2 separate regions of the Muntiacus reevesi genome follow, and region 1 is linked to region 2. Evidence: chromatin contacts called from public Hi-C data. All regions are on one chromosome and are shown on one strand. Each heading gives the region's core, a stretch centred on a gene start, on an enhancer-like site or on the middle of the called end of the contact. The rest is flanking DNA. Distances are from core to core; before and after follow the strand shown. Region 1 holds the start of PLK3 (polo like kinase 3). Region 2 holds the start of HECTD3 (HECT domain E3 ubiquitin protein ligase 3).

The links. Hi-C and Micro-C count contacts between places; a contact is called where the count stands out from the background.
Region 1: a contact with region 2 is called in a Hi-C map of blood, with 4 times the contacts expected there. The contact joins the promoter of PLK3 here to the promoter of HECTD3 in region 2. A contact is called at or near these places in 2 of 3 Hi-C or Micro-C datasets (blood and muscle).

What each region holds. Positions count from the first base shown.
Region 1 is chr1:159,961,022-159,965,665 of mMunRee1.1, reverse strand. It overlaps PLK3 (polo like kinase 3), which reads left to right and starts at 2,592. Exons shown (of 15, transcript XM_065929448.1): 1 at 2,592-2,922; 2 at 3,059-3,166; 3 at 3,261-3,377; 4 at 3,512-3,641; 5 at 3,723-3,810; 6 at 4,637-4,644. The coding sequence starts at 2,713.
Region 2 is chr1:159,792,159-159,796,492 of mMunRee1.1, reverse strand. It overlaps HECTD3 (HECT domain E3 ubiquitin protein ligase 3), which reads right to left and starts at 1,278. Exons shown (of 21, transcript XM_065914226.1): 1 at 1-1,278. The coding sequence starts at 96. It overlaps UROD (uroporphyrinogen decarboxylase), which reads left to right and starts at 2,170. Exons shown (of 10, transcript XM_065929389.1): 1 at 2,170-2,302; 2 at 2,969-3,081; 3 at 3,203-3,282; 4 at 3,359-3,421; 5 at 3,640-3,837; 6 at 3,940-4,101. The coding sequence starts at 2,283.

The sequences.
Region 1 (4,644 bases), core at 1,343-3,842, 170 kb before region 2:
GTGGATAAAAGAGAACCACCTTAAACTGTTGGTGGGAATGTAACTTGGTGCAGCCACTATGGAAAACAGTATGGATGTTCTTTGAAAAACTAAAAATAGAGTTGCCATGTGATCCAGCAATCCTACTCCTAGGTATATATTCAGAGAAAATTCTTTTTTTTAAAATATATTTTAGTCATTTATTTTTATTAGTTGGAGGATAATTACTTTACAATATTGTAGTGGTTTTTGTCATACATTGACATGAATCAGCCATGGGTTTACATGTGTTCCCCATCCCGATCCCCCCTCCCAACTCCCTCCCCATCCCATCCCTCTGGGTCATCCCAGTGCACCAGCCCTGAGCACTTGTCTCATGCATCCAACCTGGGTTGGCGATCTGTTTCACACTTGATAATATACATGTTTCAATGCTATTTTCTCAGATGATCCCACCCTCACCTTCTCCCACAGAGTCCAAAAGTCTGTTCTATACATCTGTGTCTCTTTTCCTGTCCTGCATATAGGGTTATCATTACCATCTTTTAAAATTTCATATATATGTGTTAGTATACTGTATTAATGTTTATCTTTCTGGCTTACTTCACTCTGTATAGTGGGCTCCAGTTTCATCCATCTCATTAGAACTGATTCAAATGTATTCTCTTTAATGGCTGAGTAATATTCCATTGTGTATATGTACCACAGCTTTCTTATCCATTCGTCTGCTGATGGGCATCTAGGTTGCTTCCATGTCCTGGCTATCATAAACAGTGCTGCGATGAACATTAGGGTATACGTGTCTCTTTCAGTTCTGGTTTCCTCGGTGTGTATGCCCAGGAATGGGATTGCTAGGTCATATGGCAGTTCTACTTCCAGTTTTTTATGGAATCTCCACACTGTTCTCCATAGTGGCTGTACTAGTTTGCATTCCCACCAACAGTGTAAGAGGGTTCCCTTTTCTCCACCCCCTCTCCACACCGTTTATTGCCTGTAGACTTTTGGATAGCAGCCATCCTGACTGGCGTGTAGTGATACCTCATTGTGGTTTTGATTTGCATTTCTCTGATAATGAGTGATGTTGAGCATCTTTTCATGTGTTATATTCAGAGAAAATTCTAATTCAAAAAGATACATGCACCTTAATATTCACTGCAACACTATTTACAATAGCCAAGACATGGAAACAACATATATGCACACTGACAGATGAATGGAAAAAGATGTGGCACATATACACAGTGGACTACTACTCAGCCATAAAGACAATGAAATAATGCCGTTTGCAGCACCATGGATGAATCTAGAAATTACCATTCCAAGTGAAGAGATTATCATACCAGAAAGAGAAAGACAAATACCATATAATATCATTTATATGTGGAACCTAAAATATGACACAAACTTACCTATGAAACAGAAAAGGCTCACAGGCATAGAAAACAGACTTGTGGTTGCCAAGAGGGGAGATGGATTGGGAGTTTGAGATTAGCAGATGCAAACTATTACACATAGAATGGATAAACAGTATGGCCCTACTGTATGGCACAGGAAACTATATTGAATATCCTATGATAAACCATAATGGAAAATAATATGAAAAAAGAATGGATATATTGTTATATGTGTAACTTAGTCACTTTGCTGTACAATAGAAATTATATAACATTGTAAATCAACTACACTTCAATAAAGTAAATAAATTTTAAAAAACCCCATCTCTCTGTCTCTGGCCCTGTGAAAGGTGGGCATGGACCAGAGGTTTAGGGGTTCAGATGGCCCCAGAACCACCTGCCCAATTGTCCTTTGCTAGATTTGAGAAAATATAAGTACTTCACTTTCTGGCCTCTGGCTGTGGATGCAGGGCAGTGGATGTTTTCAGGGAAAGAGAATAGGCACTCCTCCAGAACATGAGATCTGCCCCTTAAAGGTGTGGGTGTAGGGGCAGCAGAAGATGTCACCTGGCCCGTTACAAAAGCCTTGAACGCCTGGCTGTTTGTTCTCAAGACTCAGCACACACACACACAAAAGACTCAGCATAGGAGCTCAGGCCTCCACACTCCCCACTCCAGGCAAGCCCAGCTGGGAGTATGCAATTCCTCTCAGCCCCTAAAGGGGGCAGCACCGGCCTGGACCTGCGGTCTCTGGCCAAGAGCGTGGGACGAACGCAAATTCCCGCGCACTTAAAGGGTTGGTGACCAACTCGGGCAAAAGCGAGCGGCGTCCCTGATTCTGCCCTCTAGGTTGGAACGCTGGTCCATCTAGTTGCTAAGGAGACTCCCCATACGTCCAGGCACCCTCGGACTTCAGCATAAGCCCCCAAGAATGGGGGGCGAAAGGACCCCCATTAGAGGGACTCTCAGTCACCAGGACGAGATAGAAAGGCAGGGACAAAGGTGGCTCTTACATCCAGAAGGCCACCCACATGGTGACTAGCAGTACGGCTGCGTCTTGAAGGCGGGAGCAGTAGGCTTGGTCTTGGGGTGCGCGGGTGGGAGGAGGAGCTTCTTGTTGACGTAAGGCCTGATGAGGGGCGTGGCTTCTCGGTGACTCGCATGAAGGGGGCGGGCTCTTAATGACTAGACGCCAGGGAGGGGGCAGGCGTTCATTGATAAAAACGCTGGGCTCCCTGGGGCGCGAGCGCCGCGTAGCAAATCCTGGCAGCGCCTCGCGCCGTCCCGGCCTGGCGGAACACAGAAATTAGCCCGGCCGGTGCTGCGCCGCACCGTCCGCATGGAGCCGGCGGCCGGCTTCCTGTCCCCGCGACCCTTCCCGCGTGCGGCCGCCCCGCCAGCGCCCCCAGCCGGACCCGGGCCGCCTGGAAGTCCCAAGCCTGGATCTGAGCCAGAGGTGCTGGCCGAGACTCCGGCACCGGACCCTGGGCGCCTCATCACCGACCCGCGGAGCGGCCGCACCTACTTCAAAGGCCGCCTGTTGGGCAAGGTGAGCTGGGGAGTGGTGCCAGCCAGGGTAGGGGAGCCTTGCCGACTTTTTTGCCCGCGCGGAGCGGGGCGGGGCCGCTTGGCCTCGGCATGGGGACGTCTGAGGGCCAGACCTGCCTGATGCCTTCTCCTCTCAGGGGGGCTTTGCCCGCTGCTATGAGGCCACTGACACGGAGACCGGCAGTGCCTACGCGGTCAAAGTCATCTCGCAGAGCCGCATTACCAAGCCGCATCAGCGTGAGAAGGTGAGCCAGGGCCCAGGCCCAGCGGGCGACGGGTGGGGTGGGGACGGTGACGAGGGAGCCCTTGACGGATGATAACCCCGCGCCACCACTGCAGATCCTAAACGAGATTGAGCTGCACCGCGGCCTACAGCACCGCCACATCGTGCGTTTCTCGCACCACTTTGAGGATGCTGACAACATATACATTTTCCTGGAGCTCTGCAGCCGAAAGGTGAGGGATGGTGGAGGTGGGAGAGGGAGTAGGGACCTTAAGACCCAAAGTTGGAGCCCTCTTCTTCCTCGGCGAGCACACGGAGGGAGGGTCGGGGAGGGCGGACGAGGGGCTGAGGCCGCGGCTCTCTGCAGTCCCTGGCCCACATCTGGAAGGCCCGGCACACCCTGTTGGAGCCAGAGGTGCGCTACTACCTTCGGCAAATCCTTTCCGGACTCAAGTACTTGCACCAGCGGGGCATCTTGCACCGGGACCTCAAGCTAGGTGAGACTCCTGGGCCAACAGGATGGGTGGCTGGGGAGGCAGAGAAAAAGGCGTCTGACACACTTCTCCGCCCCTGTTCAGGAAATTTTTTTATCACTGAGAACATGGAACTGAAGATGGGGGATTTTGGACTGGCAACCCGGTTGGAGCCCCCAGAGCATAGGAAGAAGTGAGTGTTTGAGGAGGGGGGTGGCCACAGTCTGTGTGACACAGATGACGTGAGTGACAGACACTGAGTATATCTGTAGGAGGTACGATGATTGCCTGATGTGACCCTGTGATTGATGGGAGGGATGATGGGCTCTGTGTGTGTGTGTGTGTGTGTGTGTGTGTGTGTGTGTGTGTAGGTGGCGGTGGCAGCCTCGGTTCCTGGGAATGGTGGAGAGGCTGCTGGTCCTATGTGTGTCTGAGTCTCTAAGATGGATGGGGTGTAAGGGTTCTTGAAGGTGTGTAACCAGTCCTGTGTATGAATGTGGATGGTGACATAAGCAGTGTGTGTGTGAGACAGACTGAGTGTGGAGATGGTGGACATGACACCCTGTGTGTGTCAGAAAACCCTGTTGTGACCATGAGGACTGGGTGTGTAACACAGCATGTGTGGCCATAATAGTGTGTAGTAACACAGCAGTAGTGTTCACGGGGGATGTGACAGCTGATGTTAGTGTGTACGGCACAGACCATAGGAAGTGACAGCCTGTGGTGGGAGTAGGCGAAGGAGGAAGGGATCAGTGATGGACCCTCTGTTGACCTGGAGGAGGGGGCTGGGTTAGGGGTCAGGAACTCCCCCGTCCTGCAGAGTTGCTGAGCAGCTGGGCCAGGCGGGTGGGCAGGGACTCAGCTGCCATCCCTGGCTCCATTGTCTTGGAACAAACAGGAGTTCTCTGGCCTTTGGTGACAGGCAGCTGCTTTGTCTGGACTCTGAGTGGGGGCAGGGATGAGGGGCCAGCCAGGCTGCCTCTGAAGCTTGCCCTCTCCTCCTTCCTATCCCCTGTCAGGACCATCT
Region 2 (4,334 bases), core at 29-2,528:
GGCACGGAGGCTCTTCGCTGCCTCCGCCAGAAAGCGCACACGGCCCAGCAGCTGCCGCGGGGACTCTAGCGCCGCGCCCGGGCCCGGGCCAGCCATGGCGATGTGGCCCAGGGAAGCCGGCGGGCGATCCGGGCAGAGGAGCTTCGGCCGAACCAGCAGAAAGAGCTTCCCACCACCTTCAGCCCCGCCCTCGACCAGCCTTCGCCGTAAGTTCTGGACTACGCGCACCTCATATTGCCGCCGTATTGGCCTGTGTACTTGGATATTTAATTCTGTTATCTAGTTCTGTGTCTTCCACTCAGTCAGCCAGACCCAAGTTCCGAAGTTTCTGATCAATCTCCCCACTCCATTCCCATTGCTACTACCACTTTCCCCCATTGCTACTACTCTCCTTTAAGCCACCATCCATCCTATCGAGCCCAAAACGCTACTCCTTCGACCTTCTGGAACTTCCTTGCTCCCAGTGAGTCTCACTACAACCAGCTGAATCTTTAAGAATCTATTAGCTATCTTGTCAGGCTTCCCATCCTAGAAGCAGTGTGACTAAAATGTTTGGGAAAATAATCCCTCCCCAGCCTGGTTGCTGACGGAACTATTGAGCCATTTAGACTTGTTCCTGGTGGTTACTCCTAACCGCAGGACACTGGTGATCATTATCCAGTTTCTCCCAGTAATTCTAAACCAAATGATAGGAAAGGCCAACGTGGGAAGAGAGGAGGCAAAAACAAACAAACAACAAACAAACCAACCATGTACAGAAGTTGTTAGTGATGTACAATCACGGAGGAAAAGGAAACTTAGTCCCTCCCCCACCCTTGTTTATTGAAAAGTTTACTGAGATGTAACTCATACCATATGAAGTGTACAAATTTCAAGTGTACAAATCAGTTTTTAATATATAACATTAATTTTTAATAGTAAAAAACACATATAACAAAATTTGCAATCTTGACCGTTTTTTTAAGTGTACAGTTATCTATTTCCAAAACTTTTTCATCACCCCAAACAGGAAACTCTAATCTTAAGCAATAACTCCTCATTGTCCCCACTCCCTAGTTCCTGGGGACTAATCTACTAAAGCTCTAATCTACTTTCTGCCTCTAAGAATTGGCCTATTCTAGATTATTTCATAAGTGGAACAATACAGTATTTGTCATTTTGTGTCTGTCTTATTTCACTCAGCCTAATGTTACAGCAATGTTGTTGCATGTATCAGAACTTTATTTTTATGGCTGAATAATGTTCCATTGTATAAAGACACTACATTTTGTTTATCCATTCATTTGTTGATGGACACTTGGGTGGAAACTTTGTTTTGATATAGTTATCAAATAAAGGTATCAATAAATAAATAATCCCATGTAATTTTGAGAGTTTTCCATTTTTTTCTCCTTAGTAAATTTGGAACACAGTGCCTCTGTGCTGGTCTCTCCAAGCGCTTTGTATGCTGTCACACTACTACAAGATAAAGTGAATATGTGCACTTAACAAAGGCCTGCATGAGCTGAACTCTGTGGATAGTTCCAGACTATTTAAATCCACTAGCTTGATATTCCATTTTCCATTAAGCCAATTGCTCTTTGGCATTTTCTCTTTGCATATGTTGTTCCCTTTGCTTGGAGTACCCCATTGCTTTCCCCAATTAAATGGAGTCCTTGCTGTTTGCGTCTAGCTTTTCCCCTTTAAAACATTTACCATTGTGATAGCTGATTTCTGTGTTTCCTCATCAGTCTGTAGCTCTGTAAAGAAAGAAAATGCCTCGTTCACCACTGTAACCTCTGCACCTACTATAGTGCCCGCCTCTTTCTAGGTAATATAAATATTATTTCAGTTTCCTGTACAACTTTGTGCTACCACAGTTGTGGCTGGTTGGGCCCAGCATAAAATTATTAGAATCGTGGAGAATGGGAGTGAAAAGTGAGCCTTGGGCCGAGTTTTCTGGGGTTCCCAGAAAGGCAGAGAAGAGCAAACTTTTCACACCATCCGAAGTGTATTTACAACAAAGTTCTTTGGGGAAGTTGGGGCGGGGGTGGGGGTGGGGGGGCGGTGAATGTGTGTTTGTTGCTGCGTCGCTACAGCGGACTTTACGGTGAAGAGACTAGGGGTGGGGTCCTACCGGCAGCAGCTGGGGCAGCCCAGGAGCGGTAGCGGGAGTCTGATCATGTGACCTTCAACATGGCGACTGCCCTGGCTTATCGCTGGAAGGGGCGGAGCCTGGGCAAAGGGCAGGCTCAGATTCAGTCTATAACCGGGACTGTGCTCGCGTTTACGGACAGCTTATCATGGAGGCGAAAGAGTCTAGGTGAGTTCTCTGGGCCACCACGCAGTGTGGCCATAGGGGCTTCTGACCTGAATCTTTCAGCCTAGGAATCTGCTTCTTCCCCAACCCGGAGAACCCAAGTCGCTGGGATTCCAAATCCTCCAACCATGGATTCCTAAAATATTCATCCCAGGGACTACCTAGCTGGACTGCGTACCCCAGACCTTAATTTAGGAGACGCCCCCTGGACTTTCTAATCCTCAACTAAGATCCGTATTTCGGACTTTCATCTCTGATTCCCCCATGACTATCCCCCCGCCTGGAGATTTTTCAGCCCCAAAACCTTCCAGCCCCGGAACTAGCTCACTGGTACCCTTGTTCCAGAGACACCCCTTCCCCCCCCCCCCCCCCAATTCTCCTAAGTGACTTTTCGTTCCCTCAACCCCACTCTCCCAGTCCTTCCAGTGGCTTTGAGCCTGGGGAAACTGGGACTATGCGTAGGGTAAAGGCCCCAGCACCGGCCTTTCTAGTCCTGTACACCACCTGATAGGCAGAGGGCGAAATCGGCGGGGAGGCGCAGCTTGGTAGCTGGTCTGGAGAAGGCAGATAGCCGTGCTGGATGGACCGTATCCGCCTTTAGAACCCGAGCCCTGCCCAACCCCCAGCCTAGTTCACTGAGATCTACCCTTCCCTCCTCCTGATCCCCAGACCTCAGGGTTTCCCGGAGCTTAAGAATGACACCTTCCTTCGAGCAGCCTGGGGAGAAGAAACAGACTACACTCCTGTTTGGTGCATGCGGCAGGCAGGACGCTACTTACCAGGTCAGGGTCAGGGCCTCGGAGTCTAGGTAAAATTCTGGAGAGGGAAAAGTTTTTGAGGGGCAGAGAAGGGCTCTTGGAGGTTCCTCAAGGCTGAGCCCTGCCTTACCTTTTCTGTCTGCAGAGTTTAGGGAAACTCGGGCTGCCCAGGACTTTTTCAGCACCTGTCGCTCCCCAGAAGCCTGCTGTGAACTTACCCTGCAGGTGAGGGGTCAAACAAAAGAGGAGGGATTTAGGCCCTCCGCAGGCCACCTAGCAATCTGTCTTCTGTTCCCTATAGCCACTGCGTCGATTCCCTCTGGATGCTGCCATCATCTTCTCCGACATCCTTGTTGTACCCCAGGTACCTGCTCAGATCTGACTCACAAACGTGTAAAACAGAAAGGACAGTCAAGACTCAAGAAAAGCACTTATCCTTATGGGACAGAGGGAAAAACAGGCTGGAGGAGACGGAGCTTGGCCGAGTTTCATTCTCCTTTTCCTCCTTCCTGGCATGGGTTGAACAGATCTCGTTCTCCAGGAGTTACAGGTTGGGAACCCAGATGTTTTCTCCCCTGCCAGGCACTGGGCATGGAGGTGACCATGGTACCTGGCAAAGGGCCCAGCTTCCCAGAACCATTAAGAGAAGAGCGGGACTTAGAGCGCCTCCGGGATCCAGCAGCAGTGGCCTCTGAGCTGGGCTATGTGTTCCAGGCCATCACTCTCACTCGACAGCAGCTGGCTGGGCGTGTGCCACTGATTGGCTTTGCTGGTGCCCCGGTAATATGGCCCAGGGCAGGGACTTGGGCTAGGAGAAATTACTTTGGCAGGTCTGGGTGAAGACAAGGGAAGAAGTGTCAGTCTGGCTTTTGCCTTTTGCAGTGGACTCTGATGACATACATGGTTGAGGGTGGCGGCTCAAGCACCATGTCTCAGGCCAAGCGCTGGCTTTACCAGAGACCACAAGCCAGTCACCAGCTGCTTCGCATCCTCACTGATGCTCTTGTCCCTTATCTGGTAGGACAAGTGGCTGCTGGTGCCCAGGTAAGACCTGAGGGAGAGACAAATAGCCTGGGCTTAATTTTTAAGGACCAGAAACAATACAGTTCCTTATACCTGAGAAGCTAGGTATCTTAATGCCAGGCACAAAAGAGGCTTGACCTGCAATAATCTGGCTGGAGCAGCTAAGCCCAGACACTGGCAGGGGGGTTAGTACTCTGTTCAAAGATGAAAGCTAGCACTGGGATCTGGAGAAGGCAAAACTCTTTGACTGGAAC